2 separate regions of the Anser cygnoides genome follow, and region 1 is linked to region 2. Evidence: chromatin contacts called from public Hi-C data. All regions are on one chromosome and are shown on one strand. The core of a region is the stretch at or near the end of the contact, and the rest is flanking DNA. Distances in the headings are between cores, read along the strand shown. Region 1 holds the start of RPL3 (ribosomal protein L3). Region 2 holds the start of TNRC6B (trinucleotide repeat containing adaptor 6B).

Region 1 (3,980 bases), core at 1,368-3,867, 470 kb before region 2:
AAAGCCACTGTGTTAGATGACTGCTATCTGCTGCAGAACACCCTTGTAAGCCCGAGCTATGCCTGACAGGTCGTTACTGTAACACCCGTGAGAATTATTGCACTGCTCTGACGTCTTCTCGGCCTGCGAAGTTCATAAACAGGCTGCAGGCTCGAGACACACTGGAGCCGTACTCAGGCAAATGTGCATATTTGAATCACAACAACAGTGCCTGGAACGGTAATCAGAACTAACACTTGTCTTCCCCTTTCCTGAGAAAACAAGGCCACAGTCAGGACTCGACACTCAACAACAAGCGCCAGAGGCGATTTCCTTATGTCCGCCCGTCGAAGTATCATCACGTGTAGCCTGCTGGGGAGATTTCAGGCAAAAGCCAACGCTGTCACCCCCATGCCAAGAATGACACTAAGCTGTCATCTTCTCATAAACACTGCTGTAGCATGGCATGCTATCAGGCCAGGTCACCGAGGCCAAACATTAACTGCAGAAAAGCTGCCTCAAGAAGCTGTACTAAAGTAACTTGCAACCCAGATAAAAATGAATGTTAAGTCATGAGGCAAAAATCCTGCTCTCTTACCAGTTCTTGTAGAAGCGCCGCTTACACTCATCGCTGATGTGCTCAGCAAAGATGGTCTTGAAGCTGCGGAGACCACGAGGGGTCTGCACATAGCCCACGACGCCTACGATGACCATGGGAGGAGTCTCTACTATAGTGACTGCCTCAACCACCTCCTTCTTGTTCACCTCTGGAAGAGGACAAATACAACAAGTCAAAACCAGCATCAGCTGTTAAGCACCTTCTGTTCCTCCTCACTCTCAAAGCCTTCAGTTACATGACTCAAATTCTTTTCACAAAGGCAAAGATGATGCATGGCAAAAAGACCTGCTGAAAGTGATAATTTAGAGGCTTGAAGAAACTAGAGGCAGGCTCAGCTGGAAGCAGAGACGAAGCCAGATAAGCAAAATGGATGGCAGCCAGTAACAGAACTAAATCAGGATTTGACAATCGGCAAGGAAACACCAAAGGTGATTTACTCATGTCTACCCATAGAGAAGAGGTCATCATACGCAGCCTGTTTGAGTACAGGTAAAGTAAGATATCAGGCTCCTATGTAAGTCACTACGCGTGTCAAGAGGACCATTAATAAGACAACCACTCCTAGACAAAGTCTTGCTGCTGGGACATCATTCACACTACAATAGGATGATTTTGGGGTGCTTTATAACCCACCCACCCAGTCAAGAAAGGCTTTGAATTGGGTGAAGTCTAACTAGAACTAAAATCCACAGCTACCTATGACCTAACAGGTCATCTTTCATCATTCGTAAGAAAACATCTTCCTCCATGGAAGAAACATTAATACATACTGGATCCAGGTCTGTCAACTTCACGGACAATGTGGGTCATCCCAGCTTTGTACCCCAGGAAGGCAGTGAGATGGACAGGCTTGCTAGGGTCATCTTTGGGGAAACTCTTCACCTTGCCCCTGTGTCTGCTACTGCGCTTGCGGGGCAGGAAGCCCAGAGACCCATGCCTGGGAGCTGAGAACTTGCGGTGAGACTAGAAAAAGAAAATAAATATTTAATGCTTGCTTCAGAGATTCACTTAACCCCATCTGAGGGCCAGCTGCCAGTTCTTATCATTAACACAAAAACTATATATAGCAGAAGACTTTTTACGTTCTTGAAATTCTTGGTATCAACTGCTTGGCTTCTGAAATCCATTATAATATTAGACTACAGTTTTTATTCCTTAACTACGTTTTTCCTAGGTTTCCTCGATGTCCCATTTCAAGCTCGTTTTAAGAAACCACTGAGTGCCACTCATTACAGAAGCACGCGTGCTGTAACATGGTCACAGCGCACCACCAGAATTTCAGCACACCCTACAAGTCTAGGGATAGAGAATCACAAATACCCTTACAATATTTCAATAAAACTATAAAAATAAGGATAGTAGAAACAATTCTAAGTTGAAGCAATGAAATAAAACATTTTAACTCCCATCTTTGAGCCAGCTGTTTTGGGTAGAAATACACCCATCAGCAGCTGTAGTCTCCCCTGCAACCTGAGAGTTAAGTAATGCTGGGTAACGCGAAGCCCCATAAAGAATAAAGAATTACCGACCCCATCTCACACCCGAGTTTAAGCAAAATACCACCGTTAAAAGGCAGAGCAACAAGCAGCAATCGAATAGGTCCTCTACGAAGGACTCGCTCCAGAAGCCGCGTTAAGCAGAGCAGGTTTACAGCCATCCATAAGGCCGCTTCCCCCCGCCCGCCCCAGAGGCCCCACACCGTGCCCGGCCGCCCCCCGCCGCGTCGCGGCCCCAAAATGAGCCCCGCGCCGCCTCCCCGAGGAGCAGAGGCACAGCGGGATGGAGGCCAGGCGGCGGCCGGGGCCGGGATGGCGGCGATGCGCGGCGGATGACGCGGCCGGGCCGAGCCGGGCCGGGATCGGGACCCACCATCTTGTCCCCGCGCCGCGCCGGAAGGGCCGGGCCGCCTCGCGCGCACCCTACTTGTAGGCGGCCCGCCCCCCGACAGGGAGCCAGGCGTCTCGCGAGTGCGGGATCAAAATGGCGGCGGGGGCGGGGCTGGCGGCCATTTTGGGCATGTCAGCATGGGTGGGGGGGCACAGGGGTCCCCGCTCTGTCGCCCCCTGAGGTGGCATCTGTGCTCGGCCACCCGACCCCGAAGGGTTTGGGATGGGGACAGCGCTGCCATGGCCCTCTGCTCCTCTCCTGGCGCTGAGGGTGGCAGCCGCAGGCGGTACAAAAGCCTGAGCCAGCGGGAATAGTGCTGTTTGCAGTCACCTCAAGCACACTCAGCATCTTCCCTTTGTCATACAATAAAAAGCTTTTTGTAAAAAGCCAAACACAACAACAACAAAAAAAACAACGCTGTAACCAATGCCAAAACATGCTCGTAGCTGAAGGAAGAGACAAGGCAGGCATCAGCGGGTGCCTCGCTATGTTCCTGTTTTTTAAGTTGTCCGCCAACTTCCACGAGAGTGGAAGGACCAAGGCAGAGGCGGACTCGGATCTGCTTACAGAAAGCTGCCCACGATTGTCACACCATCGTGAAGTTTGGCTAGCCAGCTCGGAAATCTGAATTGGCTGAGTTTTGTGAATTAGTTCAGGATGCATTTGGTTGTCTTCCACAGTGCCGCACGCTGAACATGCTGGCCAGCCAATACTGAAGGCCTTAGGTAAGAGAAAGTGCATTGAAACAATTAAGTCTTTCCTGGAATCAAGTTTCTGAGATGGAACCATAAAAAAAAATATTAAATACCTTGCAGAGTTTCTTGAAAATGTAAGTGCATACACTTACAAGTAATAACAGGCAATGTTATACTTTAGTTAAAAAAAAAATTAACAGGGGGCACATAATAAAACACACGCACCTTCTTGATTCTTTAGCTGTGTCATTTATTATGTTGTCCAATACAATAGCCCAGTGTCATCTTTCAGATGTACATAGCGCTAGAAAGTGTGTACCACTGCAGTCAACCTTCTCGATTTTTTTTTTCTACAAAAAACCAATGTTCTTGCTCAAAGCTGTGAGTGAATGCATGCCTCAGCAGAAAATCCTGACATAATGTGTAGCTGTTTTTATTAAAAAGCTCCATAGTTATAGGTAACTGTAATGACTCAAAAGACGCTTGACAAATCTTCACTGTACTTAGAAAAAGATATTAGACAATGTGAAAAAACAGAGTAACAACAAAGAAATGAAAACACGTTATTTAAAAATTAATAAGCTAAAATAGGTTTTACTGCTAGCATTGGCATCTGTTTTGCTTATATGTGTATCTCAAAACATCAAAAGACATCAAACGAACTATTTCTTGCAGGGACACGTTCTCAAGCGGATTGTGTGTTCTTCAGGGACTGTGTCCCACTGTCTGTTTCCACAGTGCTTGGTACAACAGAGATCCAAATTCAATTAGGGCCTCTCTATGCTGCTGCTGAATTAATA
Region 2 (3,805 bases), core at 222-2,721:
TAGCATAGTTATATATACAGTATAAACATACAGAAGAAGCCAGTATAAAGGCTTCTTTGTATAAAAGGGTCTCTTTTCCCCATCCATCAATGTAAAAAACCAACTGCTGTTACTGACTGGGGAAGCCATCAAAAGATTCATCGCTGTTTACTGACTCACGTGGCCAGAGTTCACGTGGACCTGGTCTGCTCTCCGTGCCAGCAGCACACATTGCTTTGCTCGCTCGCAGCTGTCCCTCCTGCGAGGACTAACTGAGCTGTGAAGGGCTCTACGTGTTTTCCAAGGCAGGCTGTGTTTTCCACTCAACATCCGTAGAGCAGTTCGGTAACATGACGGGCTCACCACTTCTCTCTAGTTGGCGGTTCAGCACCAAAACTGTATTTTCGGCTGCTCCGATATTCTGTTGATCAGGTTGTTGAACGGGATTCTCAGAGGGGACCAAGTGAAAACACTGCACTGGCACGCAGCCCTGGGTGAGGTCAGGACGTGACAGCCATTAAGGTAACAGCAGTCTGCAGAACTACCGGAGACCGAGACATGCAGATTGGCACGGACGTTGGTCCAGGGAAGGATGCCCCTCGTTTGTGTAAGGGCTGCACAGCTGGAGAAGGGCCTGAACACAAGTACTGTGAGGAGCGGCTGAGGGAACTGGGGGTGTTTAGTCTGGAGAAGGGGAGGCTCAGGGGAGACCTCATTGTTCTCTGCAACCACCTGAAAGGAAGCTGTGGGGAGCTGGGATCGGCCTCTTCTCACAGATAACTAGTGATAGGACTAGAGGGAACTGCCTCAAGTTGCGCCAGGGGAGGTTCAGGTTGGAAATGAGGAGACATTTCTGCTCAGAAGGAGCAGTCAGGCATTGGCACGGTTGCCCAGGGAGGTGGTGGAGTCACCGTCCCTGGGGGTGTTTGAGGAAAGGTTGGGCGTGGTGCTTGGGGACATCGTTTAGTGGGTGACATTAGTGGCAGGGGGACAGCGGGACCAGGTGATCTTGGAGGGCTTTTCCAACCCTGACGGCTCTGTGAGTCTCTTTATTCGGTGACCGCAGCCCCCGGGAGGCGCCGCCATGTCGCGCCCTCACTGGGCGCCTCGCGCTCCCCTACCCCGCCCACCCCCAACGGCCACCACCGACGCCTCGCGGCCCCGTCACGTGCGCGACCGCCCGGGCCACGTGGGGCCCCGCCCGCCGCCCGCGCACCCTCACGCGGCCCGGCCCCGCCCGCTGCGCGGCAGGGAGCGGATTGACAGCTGGATCGGCCAATCAGCGGGCGGCTAGGCGGTCTCCCCGCCCCCCTCCCGCACGCGGCTGCTGTGTCATCCGGCGGGTGACAGCGGGGGCGGTCGCCAGTTGGCTGCGGGGGCGTAGACCTTCCACCAATAGCGTGGCGAGCCGCACGATTGACACTTTCCCCGACCAATAGCTGCGCCCGGGCGGGCGTGGCCGCGCAGGGAGGGGTGGGGCATAGGGTAAACGTCGTTTGTGGTCCGCGCAGTGTGGCGTTGTTGCCGCGGTCGCGCTCGTTATCGCATGTGCCCGTCACGGCCACCCCCTCCGACCGCGGGCGAGGGGAGGGGGCAGGTTGGCGCGGCCTCTCCCCCCCGCCTCGGCTGGGGCTGGCCCCAGCACCGCCACCGCGGGCCGCAGCTCGGTGGGCGGGCCTCCGCACCGCTGCGGCGTGACGGGCACCTCCCTCGGCCAATGGCGTGCCAGGGCGCAGGCCGCGAGCCAATCGGAAGCGCGGGAGGGCGGGGCAAGCAGGGGCGGGCGGGCGGGAGCCCCGTTTAAGGGGCCGATCTCGCGGCCAACTGGCGGGGTGCGAGGGGGGCGGGAGCCCGCAATGTCAATATGTGACAGGCACCGAGGGCAGCCAATCAGGGAGGTGGTAGTGATGAGGTTAGCCAATGAGAGGAGGTGGGGGGCGGGCGTTCCTCTTGATGGACGTGTGCCGCGGCTAATGGGCGGGGAGATCCTCGGGGCTCTCCCCAATGGACAGCGTGCGATTGCGGAAAGGGGAGCGGAGGGGGAAGACGGGCAGGCGGGGCGGCCAATCAGCGCGGGGGTCGGCGGGGCGCCGTCCAATGGGCGGCGCGAGGGGCGGTGCGGGGGCGTGTCCCGGTGTGTTTGGGTTCGTGCTCCTCGGGGGAGGGAGACGGCGGCGAGGAAAGTTTTTTTTTTTCTTTTTTTTTCCCTTTTTTTTTTCCGTGTCCCGGCGGCGGGGGGGAGGGGGCGGCCCGCTCTCCGCAGCTCGCTCTCCTCTTTCTCTTCTCCCCCTCCGCGTCCCCCCCCCCCCCCCCTCACGGCTTGGCGGCGCTCCCCGGGCGGAGCCGCCTCCCCCCCCCCCCCCCCGAGGCCCCGCGGAGAAGGGGGGGCTCCGCGCAGCTCCGCGCCTCAGCGGTGAGTGCGGGACGGGACCCGGCCCCCCCCCTCCCCCACCCCTTCTCCTCCCCTCAGGGCCCTTCCCGCCCGTGAGGGGCCGTTGGCGCCAACGGCGCGCGCGCCCCTTCCTCCCCCCTCCCCCCCCACCTCCCCTCAGGGCCCCTCAGAGGGAGGCGGGGAGCGGGGGGGGGGGGGGGGCGGCCCGATCCCTTCGCAGCGCCCGGCCCGGGGCAGAACCGCCTCGGCTGCGCCCCGCCGCGGCCAGCGGTGCCCCCCCGCCTGCCTCCTCCCCCCCCCTTCCTTCTCCTCCCCCCCGGGGCTTGCGGGAGCTCCCGAGGCCGAGCGGGGCGTGCAGAGGGCTCCGTGAGCCCCCGGCGGGCTCCTTGGGGCCGGGGGGAAGCGAGGGTCTGGGGGACGTGGGGCCGGCGGTGGCTGTGCGGGACGTGATGCTGCTGCTTGGGGGGTGGGAGGAGGGGCTGCGCTCAGAGGTGTGTCCCAGGCGCGCAGGGAGGTTGAAAAATTAAAAAAAAAAAACTTCTTCGAGCTGTCGGTGGCAAAACAAGCGAATGGTTGTGTCTGGGGACGCCTCGCCGGCCGTGGGTAACGCCGCTTGCAGCCCTGGTATCTTGCGAGGCGAAATCTGCTTTATGAAAAGGCGTGTAGGAGTTGCTGCTGCTGCGGGATGTAGCGGGAAGTTTTGGGATAAAACCCAGCTCCAGCAAAGTGTTTTCTTAGCTAGAGTAGATAAGGCTAATGCTGTAAGCCGTAGTTCGTTTTTTCCCGTGTTTTTTTTCCATGTTAGACTAACCTTTATATTTGTTTTGATAACCCTTCAGAGAGCCTGCAGGGCACCTTTACAGTTAACTTGTTTCGTACTTTTCTTTTACACTCCATCATTATTATTATTTTAACCACGACTTGTTAGGTTTCAGTGTTTCATCCTCCGTAAAACCCGTGAATCTTAGTGAGAAGTAGCAGGTAGACCTTTGCAGTTTGTATAGCTCCATATTTAAAAGACACATTTTTCACTCGTTTCCTGTAACACTGCTAGTCAGATGAATCGGAGTTTAGTTTTCTGGTACAAGTGTAGTATGTGTAACAGCTTTGATTCTCAGAGTCTTTAAACACTTAAACAAATTCAAACAGCTTTGTATAAAGCTCGTCTATACCGGAGTTGCTCAGCAATTTCACCTCTCTTGTCGTGGCTGTAGTGGCTCAGGTTCCTTGGAGCATGCATGCTGTTGAGAAGCTAAGTCAATGTCCTGATCTGCTGCAGCATCTGAGGTCTTGAACTTAACGGTTAGGTCAAGGTTTCTGTACGTGATCCATGATTATCGGTGGGGCTGCCATGTAGATGTACCTCGGGAGTGCTTTAAGGTGACTTTTCACGTGCTCGCAGCTAACTCAGTTATGGGTAAAGTTAGCCAATTC

The links. A called contact is a pair of places that touch in the nucleus more often than the background predicts.
Region 1: a contact with region 2 is called in a Hi-C map of liver, with 15 times the contacts expected there. The contact joins the promoter of RPL3 here to the promoter of TNRC6B in region 2. A contact is called at or near these places in 2 of 7 Hi-C or Micro-C datasets (both in liver).

The regions. Positions count from the first base shown.
Region 1 is chr1:55,432,423-55,436,402 of Taihu_goose_T2T_genome, reverse strand. RPL3 (ribosomal protein L3) reads right to left here and starts at 2,617. Exons shown (of 10, transcript XM_048069819.2): 1 at 2,468-2,617; 2 at 1,369-1,561; 3 at 578-746. The coding sequence starts at 2,470.
Region 2 is chr1:54,965,370-54,969,174 of Taihu_goose_T2T_genome, reverse strand. TNRC6B (trinucleotide repeat containing adaptor 6B) reads left to right here and starts at 1,471. Exons shown (of 25, transcript XM_066995966.1): 1 at 1,471-2,392. The coding sequence starts at 1,836.